Linked DNA regions of Mus musculus: regions 1, 2 and 4 are each linked to region 3. A link is a contact called in public HiChIP or PLAC-seq and promoter capture Hi-C data. All regions are on one chromosome and are shown on one strand. The core of a region is the stretch at or near the end of the contact, and the rest is flanking DNA. Distances in the headings are between cores, read along the strand shown.

Region 1 (2,808 bases), core at 282-2,781, 1.1 Mb before region 3:
CCAGTGACCAGTGTTAAATGTCATTTCCAGGGATCTAAAACAGGCCACAGACTAGGAGACATTCATCACAATAAGGCCACACCAATACAGAACCCAGATACCCCACTTCTTAACCTATCATGTTATTTTCATTTGCTTCTTTAAGGGCTTAGCAAGACCTAACTGTCAATCAGGGAGAAAGCCAGATAATGGAAATAAAATGTAGTATAAGTGCATGTGGGTAACTGGGAGAGAGGAAATGACTGGCAAGAAGGACTAAGGAGCTGGCCCCGTCTCACCAAGTTGGATTTTCAGTGAGGGCACAGGCTCCAGCCCTGTCTTCAACCACTCAAAGGGGAAAAAACCCCACCAAATTAGAACTTTCGAGCAACTGTGGGGGCAGGAACAAGGCACATGTGGGGTCTTGAGCTCATTTAAAACTCACTACTGTCTACCAAGCCCACACTGCAGCAGTCTTGGTGTCCAGACATACACTTGGATGGTACCGACTTAAAACATTCTGGAAAGACTGTTTTACCAAAGACTCCTTGGACCTCCCTTCCTCTGTATACCAGGCTGGCCTGGAACTCAAGAGAGCCAGCCTGCTTCCGCTTCCAGAGTGCTGGGATAACAAAGGTGTGTGCCACCAACATCCGGCTTAAACAAGCTTTCTTTATATAATAAAGGTTGGCTGAGAACTCTTGCTTCCACCCCTTTACTGCTGTTATTATAGGTGTGGGCCACCATGTCCTTAAGTTCCATGGCATATTTCCTATTACATTCTTCCTGCCCCTGGGGCTGCTTCAATTTGGCCCAAGATACCCAGGTGTCTTCCCTAGTCTGCATATAAGTAAATCCAAAGTCTGGTTTGATAGCAGCCATCCACTCAGGCAGGCTCCTACAATCTCTGTAGGTTCCAACAGAGATTTCTGGAAGAGAAACCGAGTTTTGTTTTTGTTTTGTTTTGTTTGTTTGTTTGTTTTTTTCTCCCTGTGGTCCAGAGGCACAGCAGCACTTATTCTCAGACCTCTGAGCAAGAAATCTTAAGCACTTTCTGAAAATAGACTCCCATCACCCTCAACTAAGGTAGACGGGCACCTTTCCTGCTCAAGATTCTGCTCTTAAACCACCGTCCTTCAAGCCCCGCCTCCCCACTCACAGGAACCAGGGTCTGTACAGAGTGAGTTTTCTGATGCCCCCACTCCCACGCGGACTCAGCTGCTCCGTGCAATGTGCCTCTCTCTCCTTAGGACCGATGCTGTCCGGAACCTACGACCCGGAGACCCGGTCCCTCTGGGGTCGCCCACGCCAGGACCCAAGGTGCCCTCAGCGAAGGACCTCCTCCGCAGACGCCGACCAGCCCCGGTCCATGGTCCCCCGTATATCCGAGGTCCAGCCTCCACTACATTTCTTCCCGACTCACCCACAGCCTCTGTTGCTACTGTCGCTGCTGCTGCTGCCGCCGCAGCCCCCACCCTACGGAAACTCTCGGCTTCCCCGGAGCCGGAGGCGCCACTGACAGCGACATCACTTCCGCCCGGCGCCGCAGCCAATCAGCGGCTGGGCCTGCGGCCTCTTGACCAGCGGGCCGAGCTCCGGGCGCTCCGCCGACAGCTTCTGTCACAGGCCCGTGAGGGCTGTGGGAGTTCCGGCGCCTCGAATCCTCGTGTCCTCCGCCACAGGACCCCCTCCGCCACAGGGCCCTCGTCCTTCATGGCGTCCTCTGTAAGGACCATCCCGGTTCCGACCTCTAAACACCCCTCGCGGCTCTTCTCCGTCGGACTGCCATAGCCTTGACTCTTCCCCATAAACTCCTCAGAGAGGCTCTCGCCTCCATCCGGCCGCCGTCTCTCTGGCCCGCGTGTCCCTCGGGCTCCGCTTGGGTCTCAGGGCTGGTCCCCTCAGCGGCTCCGTTGTCCGGTCGCTGTCCGCGCCTGCCGCCAGAGGGCGCCGTCGGTGGCGGCCGCTCACCCCGCGGGTTCCGCTCCTCTCGCCGCCCCGGCCTCGCCCCCTTGCGCTCGCGCCGCCGGAAGTGGGAGGTGCCGCGCGCGGGCCAGCGCTCGACCCCTCCCCCAGGCTTGGCCGCCCCCTCCCCCGCTCCGCCCGCTCAGGTGCGTCCCTTCCCTCCCCCCCGCTTGGCTCCCCGGGGGCGCGGCGCGGGAGGTGTGTGCGGGGCGGCGCGCGCGGGTCGGGACGGCGGGACTAGGGGGGCGCGGCGGAGGAGGAGGGGGCGGCGGGGAGGGGGCGGCGGGGACAGGGGCGGGAGCCCGGCCTGGGAGTGGGACGGGAGCTGGCGGCCGGTGAGGACGGAGGGGAAGGGGTGGAGGTGGCGCTGGCCAGTGCCAAGGGCCAGCGTAGCGGCAGCTCCCTGTGAAGAGTGGCGGTGACCACCCGGCGCAGCTTCCCCCCATTGTCCCCTTCTGCGTCGCCGCCTGACTGGTGACCATCACTGCCTTGCGGGATTCCCTTGGGCACACTGGGCTCTTGAGCCAGATGTGCGACCCCACCCCCCATCCCTCTCGTTTGGGGCTCTAGCTGCGGAGTTTCACGTATGACCCTTGCCCTAAGGTTTTCGTTTACTGGGCATCGGTGACCCAGACCTTGTTCCCTGTTGGAGGCAATGATCTCGACCCTATTGTAGGCAGACTGATTGCATCCGAGATGCAATAATGGCGTTTCAGGGCCCATTTTCACCTAGGAGCTTTTTATTATGAGAGGAAACTGAGGCACTGAGCTGTGACTATTGATTCAGCCCGACTCGGTATCTGCTCTTGTGCATTCTTCTGGGTTCAGAGATATTCTATTCATGGGATGCTGTCAAAATAAAAG
Region 2 (2,919 bases), core at 196-2,695, 1.2 Mb before region 3:
TACTTTTCCTAACAGGATGGAACCCAAGTGTGTGTGTGTGTGTATGTGTGTGTCTGTGTGTCTGTGTGTGTGTCTGTGTTCTTTGTAATGACCTTTAATTACATATTGTGTATATGTGTATGTTTCAGAGGTGCTACAGCATGCATGTGGAGGGCGGATGACAACTTGCAGAGTCAGGTTTTTCCCCTCTTCCACCTTTTGGGTCCCAGAGATGGTCATCAGGCATCTTGGCAAGCACCCGCACCCACTGAGACACTTCATCCACCCTTGTACATGTGTGTGTGTGTGTGTGTGTGTGTGTGTATATATATATATATAATTTATTATTGTTCATGTGTCTGTGTGTGAAGTGCGCAAGCACATGTTGCCAGGTGTCTGTGGAAGTCAGAGAACAAATTTGTGGAGTTAGTTCTCTCCTCCCTGGTGTAGAGCTCAGGCCGGGCTTTCCATGGCAAGTGCCTCTTCCTGATAAGCCATCTCAGCTCGGTTCTTGTGCATATTTTCCTATTTATGTCTGAAGTTTGGATTATATACCACTTATATAATGTTATTCTTGAATTCCCTCCTTAGATGTCCCTTTGATGGTATTAAGAATCTATCTGCTTAACTTCATAGTAGTATCTCTGACCACCTCTTCCTTCACTGTGAACAAGCAGTTTCCTTTGAGCTTTCTCAAGATCACAGGGATGCAAATTGCTGTCCCCATATTTTATTTGTATTTCTTATTCGTAGGACACAGTCCCTGGAGTGGAATGACTGGGTTGAAGGGTATAGAGCTCTTTTAAGCCTAAGCCAAAACAGTTCCTCAGAAAGGTTTTTGCCAGTTGACAACGAAAGGTCAGAATCTTTCCGTGGGCTTTGTTCAAACAAACAAAGCAGTTTCTGCAGAGTAGGGACAGAGCTCACAGGTTGGAAGGCATCCTGGTTATGGTGCCCTGGTTCTGGTTATCCCCTCTACTGTGAGAGGGGAGCGGCCGCTGAGCTGCTCTCAGTGGGCAGGCGCTTTTATGAGCCAATGAGGGAAAAAGAATGATGCTGGGGTAATGATTTTGGAGCACAATTCCTGTCTTGAGCAAAGAAATCATCTGTCAGCAAGACCCTGCACTTACTGGGCTCTGTGAATCTTGCCAGCAATGCCAACACCCAGCAGTAGAGGTGGGAGGAGGATCAGGCGTTCAAGACTCTCCAAACTTACACGACCAGTTCCAGACCAGCCTGAGTTATGTGAGCCGTCTCAAAAAGCCAAAAAAACGCGGACCACAAAAGCAAGAATCCAATACTTAGTGATCCTTCGTGAAAAACCCAACTCCAGACGCTCACAGGACAGCGAAGGAAGGAGGCGGCGACGGCTGCGTGGGAAGTAGAGGCAGCCTGGCCCTTTAAATCCGCGTCGGTTTCCCATGACGTAAGCGGGCGGGCACAGCCCGCTGTTTACCGCGGCGCAGCTCCTGGTAGCTCCGAGTTCTGCGCCGCGTCCGCCGCCCTTAAAGGGCCCGCGTCCGGGAAGCCTTCGGGCCAGGGCCACCGCCGCCTCGGCTCTCCGGGCGCGAGCGGACGCCGGGTCTCCAGCCGGGCTGGGCCGGGCTGGGCCGGGCTGGGGTAGCGGGTCGCGGTGCCGCCCTCGCGAGCCGGGATCCGCGCGAGGCCCAGGAGCGGCTCCAGGGAGGGGACGCGTCCTATCTGAGGCCGGGGTTAAAGTTCTGGTCCCGGTGAGATGCTGGAAGCTGCTGCGGCAGCCGCAACGCGCCCGGTCGCCGTCCCGTCGCCAATCCCCGCCGTCCCGGGCCATGATCGCCTGGCGTCTGCCCTTGTGCGTGCTCTTGGTGGCCTCCGTCGAGAGCCACCTGGGGGCCCTGGGGCCCAAGAACGTCTCGCAGAAAGACGCGGAGTTTGAGCGCACCTACGCGGACGACGTCAACAGCGAGCTGGTCAACATCTACACCTTCAACCACACCGTGACCCGCAACCGGGTGAGCGCGGGACTCCACGGGCGGCCGAGCGGGTGGGCGCCCGGCCTGGACTTGATGCTGCCCCTTTCCTCTCCGCCAGCCTTTGAGCCGCCCTCCCCCTGCCAAGACCTGGTTTCCACCAGCATTCCCGGGCAGCTCCAGCGGGGCAGCTTGGGAAGTTCCCTGCCACCAGCTGTGATCAGGACCGGTCTGGTCTGCTCTGTGACCTGGCTCTCAATCTAGCTCTCAGTCTGTGAGGTCGGGGTGAGGGGAAAACAGGCTCCCAGCCTTGCGTGGCTCAGACAACTCCAGATGGGGCCAACTTAGAATTGAAAGAGCTCGGTCACAGGGAGGTGAAGGAGACAGACCTCCTTGCCTCAGAAAGCCAGCTGGCCTTGTAAGTTGAAGGTGACAAGATAAGGCCCTCGAAGGCTGAGTGGCAAGAGAAAAGGGAGTTTGTTTCTAAGACAGAACTATCTCCGACTTCTTACTCATTTCTTCCCAGTAGTGAAAGTAGAAAGAAGGCTGGCAGAGCTGGGCCCAGGCAGAGCACAGCCTGGGAGATTCTTGCTGCCTGGCTGTGTGGCCTGCCTAGCTCTCTTGCTCATTCTCCAAGGCCCGATCTGGATTGACTCGGAAGCACTGGAGTTGAGGAGGAGGCACCTGAGGCTTTCTTTGGGAGGGAGAGGAGTTTGGTTTCTGGCAGGCCATGATCAACCATCAGGATCCATTTCCTTGAAGTCTGATCTCCCCTTTTGAGTACCATTTCCAGGATCATCCCGGAAGTGGCACCTACCCCTCAGGGAAACGTTACCCCTAGATTTGGTTTCAGCAACCTAGTAACTAGTTGTCTGCAGTTGTGATTTCTTCACTTTTAAACGCCCACTGTCCTGTGTAGCTTTGTCCGCAGCAGAGAGGGTGGGTTATTTCTTTATTTTCTTAGAGAGGGTGAATCAAGGTTCAGATGGAA
Region 3 (2,700 bases), core at 159-2,658:
ATGACAGGAGGCTTGTCTGCCATAGGTTGTTGTTGACAACCTACAGATGGAAAGCCTGGAGATGCAGAGGTAACTCCACTTGTAGAGGCTTGGATTCCTGCAGACTAGCTGTGAAGAGGGAAACTGAGCTGGTCCCAGAGCTGCTCAGTCTGCAGTCCCAACCTGGACCTCTGAGGGAAACTCAGCCTTTCTCCACGATGGTGCTGAGCAATGCAAGGGCCCTGGCAGCCTCTTTAGGAAACTGGAGACTATGAATAGAGGCAGGGTCCAAAGAAAGCAGCCCGTGGACCTAACAGAAACCCTAAGCTGGCTGCCTGAGGTTCCGGGATGAGTTCTGAAACTCAATCCAAGTACGTTCCTCTGAGAATCACGAAAATAAAACAGTGCAGCCAGCTCTGGCTCCACGACCTTCTTCCAATGAAATAAGATACAGAGTAATGAAGACCGTGGAGATAATGAAGGAGAAAAATGGGGAACGTGCCGCTTTCGTAGTCTGCATTGGAAAAGAGGAAACAGTTCTGTTAGCTAATGAGATTTCTTGAACTCTAGGGTTCAAAGTGGGCCACCAAACACACAGTAGGTGCTAGGCTCCACTTGTGTGAACTACGACTATTTGATAATTGATGGATTCACTAACACAGTGGCCAGATCCTCTAGAAAACATTCACGTTTGGGTGCATTAATGTTAGGACATACCAGGAACAAGGCCAAGGAGAGCCTTGGACTTTGATCTCAGCTCTGCCCGTGGGCGGCCCACAAGCCAATTGTAGCAACCCTTCATCTCGGGTTAGAAATAATCCCTCGTGGTTCAAAAGTCTGCTGCACGAAGGAGGGGATGGGCTGCTCTGCTCGGCAGGTGGGCGGGGGCTCGGTTGCCCACACCCGGCTGACCTGCGCCGCCCTCTCCCTGTCCGCCCGCAGGCGCCCTGGAGGACTTGGAGCGCGCGGTGACATTGAGCGGCGGCCGGGGTCGCGCCGCCCGCCAGAGCTTCGTGCAGAGCGGGCTACTGGCGAGATTTCAGGGCCGGGACGACGACGCCCGCAGGGACTTCGAGAAGGCTGCGCGACTGGGCAGCCCGTTCGCACGGCGCCAGCTAGTGCTGCTCAACCCGTACGCCGCGCTGTGCAACCGCATGCTGGCCGACATGATGGGGCAGCTGCGCGCGCCCAGCAACGGGCGCTGAGCGTGGCCGGCCGAATGATGGAGAGGGGGACCCTGACCCAACCAGGACCCAATAAAACTTCCGGGACTCTCGGACTGCGTCTGCTCTGTGTCCGCCTGCTTACTAACCAGCCTCACGGTGGAGGCCTTGGCGGGGGTAGGGAGGAGGCGGGACAGGGCGGGGCTGGAACGGCCACCTGCCCTTGCTCGGGCAGCGATTGGTCCTGCCTGGCGCGGGCCCCGCCCTTGCAGCGGACTGCGGTGCTCAGCCTTCTTGAGCAATTGCTGGGGCTCACTCTGGGAGGGAGCCAGGTGAGCTGACCCGAAAGCAGGATGCTCCAGCGACCCTCGGATCCGCGACGCTCTCTTGCTAGGCCCAAGTCCACCTGAGCAGCCGAGATTGGAAAAGCGGTGCATGGCGAGATATGGGAGGGAGAGCCAAGGCCAGCGAGGAGTGAACCGGGTCAAGAGAAGGACGATCGTTTGGGGGGGAAGGGGAAGGGCGCCTGTGCATGTCTGTCTGTCTGTCTGTCTGTCTGTGGTCATCTACTGTCAGTGCTGGCCTCTATGCCCGCACAGAGACGAAGTGTTGCCATAGGGTCTCTTCCTTTGGGTCTTGCTGATTGTGTCTATTTGTGCCGGTGTCTTGGCCACTGTGGGCCAGTCTACATCAGTGCATGGTAAATTATTGCAGGAATTGTTAGGCCTACATGGCTGGTACTCTTCTCTCAGCAGCCTGGAGGCCGGTCCCTGATCACCATGGAATTGCCTCTAAGCCAAGCTACCCTCCGGCACACACTGCTGCTCCTTCCTGCCCTCTTAAGTTCAGGTATACCCCAGTTCATCCTTTGGCCAAACCCTCCTTGCTTGCATCTCCTCTCACGATACCCACTCCAGTCTCCAGGGCTGGGTTCCCCTATCCCTACTTCCCTACCATAAGTCTATGCAGATCCTGGTCAGAGAAACCAGCTGCCCTGTCTCTTGGCCTGCTGCCTCTCTGTAACTGAACCTCACTGTGGTCTCTCCAAGTGCCTCCCAGCGGCTGCCTGCTGTGTTCCAGGTCAAGGGGAGCTGGCGCCGCAAATTGATGGTCAGACCTGGGCTGAGAGAGCGCTTAGGGAGAATGAGCACCATGCCTTCACCTGTCGGGTTGCAGGAGGTTCTGCCACTCCCCGATTAGCCTGGTACCTGGATGGACAGCTACAGGAGGCCACCACCTCCCGACTGCTGAGTGTGGGTGGGGACGCCTTCTCTGGAGGAACCAGCACTTTCACTGTTACTGCCCAGCGCTCCCAACATGAGCTTAACTGCTCCCTGCAGGACCCAGGGAGTGGCCGGCCAGCCAATGCCTCTGTCATCCTCAATGTGCAATGTAAGTATCCCTGAGACAGTCTTACTACATTGCCTAGGCTGGACTCAAACTTGCCAATCCCCTGCCTCGGCCTCTAGAGTGCTGAGATTACTCATACGCATGACACATTTAGCTTTAACAGGACATTCATAAACACGATATGAGAGAATTTCTATTTTCATCCCTA
Region 4 (2,700 bases), core at 140-2,639, 1.1 Mb before region 3:
GGGTGGTTTTGGTTTGTTTTTTTTGAGACAGGGTTTCTCTGTGTGGCCCTGGCCCTCCTGGAACCCACTCTGTAGACCAGGCTGGCCTTGAACTCAGAAATCTGCCTGCCTCTGCCTCCCGAGTGCTGGGATTAAAGGCGTGTGCCCATCGAGGAGGGAGATTTTATTTAGATTATAAAAAGGACGGGATTTGGGGAATCCTGTCTAGTGAATTCAGGACGTAATCAGTGGCTGGAAAGCAAGAGCTCTAGAGGAGCTCCAGCTTATTATGACCCTTCCTTCAGATGCCACAAGGAGGTGCTGGAGTTCTATGCACCAATAGCTTAAACCAGCCAGGCTGGCTGTAGTGGATTGAGCGTCTGAGGCTGCACCTCTCTGGCCTGCAGCCAGTTCTGGGTGAGACTGACCCTGCCTGAGGGTTCTCTCCTTCCCTCTCTCTACTCCTTTCTCCCTCTCCCTCTCCCTCTCTCTGTTTCCTGAGGTTTCCAGAATTGGGGATGGGACTCAGAGACACCACTAAAGCCTTACCTTTTAAGAAGTTGCATTCAGTGAGTGTGTGAGACATAGCACAGATAGGGGCAGAGGAGAGCTGGTTCTGTCTCCACTGTGTTTGGTCTTGGGTACTGAACTCAGACCATCAGGTGTGATAGCAGTTGTCTTTAACCCTAACCCTGAGCCTGTCTCACCTGTCCCTTCCCAAGACCACTGAAGCTAGGTGCAAGATAAGTGGGGACCCTTTCTGAGGTGGTAGGATCTTTCACGATAAGGACTATTTTGAAGGGAGGGAGGGTGACACTGTCCTAGTCCTCTTACCCTAGTGTCTCCAGCCTTGCCAGGCCTTAAACATCCGCCCATTGTCACCGCTCTAGAAGGGGCCAGGGTTGACTTGCTGCTAAACAAGGCACTCCCTAGAGAAGCACCCGCTAGAAGCATACCATACCTGTGGGCAGGATGACCCATGTTCTGCCATGCACTTGGTAGCCTTGGAAAGGCCACTTTGAACCTCAATTTTCTCAACTGTTAAATGGAGTGGTAACTGCTATCTCATAATAAAGGGGAACGTGAAAGGAAGGCGTTTGCATAGTGCCTGGTTGTGCAGCCAGGCTGCAGTCAAGACTAGTTCCCACCAACTCGATTTTAAAGCCTTGCAAGAAGGTGGCTTGTTTGTCCCTTGCAGGTTCCTTTGTCGGGCCAAACTCTAGAATGCCTCCCCCTTTCTTTCTCATTGAAGAGCAGACCCAAGTCCGGGTAACAAGGAAGGGTTTCAGGGTCCTGCCCATAAAAGGTTTTTCCCGGCCGCCCTCAGCACCGCCCCGCCCCGACCCCCGCAGCATCTCCAAAGCATGCAGAGAATGTCTCCGGCTGCCCCCGACAGACTGCTCCAACTTGGTGTCTTTCCCCAAATATGGAGCCTGTGTGGAGTGAGTGGGGCGGCCCGGGGTGGTGAGCCAAGCAGACTTCCATGGGCAGGGAGGGGCGCCAGCGGGCGGCAGAGGGGTGACATCACTGCCTAGGCGGCCTTTAAACCCCTCACCCAGCCGGCGCCCCGGCCCGTCTGCCCCAGCCCAGACACCGAAGCTACTCTCCTTCCAGTCCACAAACGACCAAGCCTTGTAAGTGCAAGTCATGGGAGCAGAAGGGCTGTGGGCTCAATTAGATCCCCTAGTCTCTTCTAGTTTGCTGGGTGGAATTGGGTCCCTAGAGACCATTCTCTGTGTTAGACAAAAAGTCTGGGTTAAAATGCCTAGGATGATTTGACTGGGGCAAAAGAATAAATGGGGTGAGAGGGAGGCTCAAATTTCAGTCACTGTCCCACCCATAGGTGTATGGGCTATGTGTTAGGCCCAAAGAGGTGACAAATGAGGCCAAGGGAACAACTCCATCTTTGGATCTCCAAGAAGGTGAGGGGCTAAGTTCTGGAAAGCAGTGACCCACTGATGGTCCCCAGGGCTAATGCAACTCGGGGGAGCCAGGAGGTAGCCCCCTCAGGCAGTGGAGGACTAAAGATCTTATTTTTTGTAGCGCTAGGGATCAAACCCCAGGGCGCTATGTGTGGCAGGCATGTGCTCCATCTACCACAGAAGTTTAATGCTTCAGACTAGCCTGGGATAGGGCCTGCTTTTTCTTTCCTTTTCTCTCTCTCTCTCTCTCTCTCTCTCTCTCTCTCTCTCTCTCTCTCTCTCTTTCTTTCCTTTTCTCTCTTTCACTCTCTCTTTCTAATTTTCTTTTTCTTTTTTTCTTTCTTTTCTTTAGACAGGGTTTCTCTGTGTAGCCCTGGCTGTTCTGGAACTCACTCTTTAGACCAGGCTGGCCTCGAACTCAGAAATCTACCTGCCTCTGCCTCCCAAGTGCTGGGATTAAAGGCGTGTGCCACCACTGCCCAGCTAAGGTTTGCTTTTTCATGGCAGCTTGGTCCAGTTTGAAAGTAGGAGGTCAGTCCACTGTAGGCAGATAGGTGACAGGTGGCAGATAGGTGACAGATAGGTGACAGGTGGAGGAGCTTTGGAACTGGGACTGGACAGCCCTGGGACCCCTGTTCCTCCCAAAGGGTCTTGGTGGTTCCCCTTGGGGCTCTCTAAAGGATGTCAGTGGGCTGTTGCCACATCTATATAAGAGGACTAGTCTTCTGGAATTTAGGTGTGATCTCTCAGGGATGCAGAAATGCTCACCCTTACTGTCATTTTATGGGCTGAGGTACCA

The links. Promoter capture Hi-C pulls out the DNA fragments that hold promoters and counts their contacts. HiChIP or PLAC-seq counts read pairs in DNA pulled down with a chosen protein or histone mark.
Region 1: a contact with region 3 is called in a promoter capture Hi-C map of liver, with 5 times the contacts expected there. The contact joins the promoter of Rnf214 here to the promoter of Tmem25 in region 3. A contact is called at or near these places in 6 of 39 promoter capture datasets (cranial neural crest, embryonic stem cells, hippocampal neurons and 2 more) and 1 of 115 datasets of contacts at active chromatin or transcription factors (forebrain).
Region 2: an H3K27ac HiChIP or PLAC-seq map of embryonic stem cells shows a contact between it and region 3, with 3 times the contacts expected there. The contact joins the promoter of Sidt2 here to the promoter of Tmem25 in region 3. A contact is called at or near these places in 4 of 39 promoter capture datasets (hippocampal neurons, liver and pre-B cells) and 3 of 115 datasets of contacts at active chromatin or transcription factors (embryonic forebrain, embryonic stem cells and stem cell-derived neural progenitor cells).
Region 4: a promoter capture Hi-C map of liver shows a contact between it and region 3, with 5 times the contacts expected there. The contact joins the promoter of Tagln here to the promoter of Tmem25 in region 3.

The regions. Positions count from the first base shown.
Region 1 is chr9:45,905,634-45,908,441 of GRCm38.p6, reverse strand. It overlaps Rnf214 (ring finger protein 214), which reads left to right and starts at 1,531. Exons shown (of 14, transcript NM_178709.5): 1 at 1,531-2,090. Pcsk7 (proprotein convertase subtilisin/kexin type 7) reads right to left here and starts at 1,873. Exons shown (of 17, transcript NM_008794.2): 1 at 1,403-1,873.
Region 2 is chr9:45,953,775-45,956,693 of GRCm38.p6, reverse strand. Sidt2 (SID1 transmembrane family, member 2) reads left to right here and starts at 1,445. Exons shown (of 26, transcript NM_172257.4): 1 at 1,445-1,970. The coding sequence starts at 1,788. It overlaps A830035O19Rik (RIKEN cDNA A830035O19 gene), which reads right to left and starts at 2,708. Exons shown (of 1, transcript NR_152206.1): 1 at 696-2,708.
Region 3 is chr9:44,797,955-44,800,654 of GRCm38.p6, reverse strand. It overlaps Tmem25 (transmembrane protein 25), which reads left to right and starts at 1,408. Exons shown (of 8, transcript NM_001357385.1): 1 at 1,408-1,991; 2 at 2,223-2,534. The coding sequence starts at 1,922. Ttc36 (tetratricopeptide repeat domain 36) reads left to right here. Exons shown (of 3, transcript NM_138951.1): 3 at 922-1,255. The coding sequence ends at 1,184.
Region 4 is chr9:45,934,747-45,937,446 of GRCm38.p6, reverse strand. Tagln (transgelin) reads left to right here and starts at 1,389. Exons shown (of 5, transcript NM_011526.5): 1 at 1,389-1,613.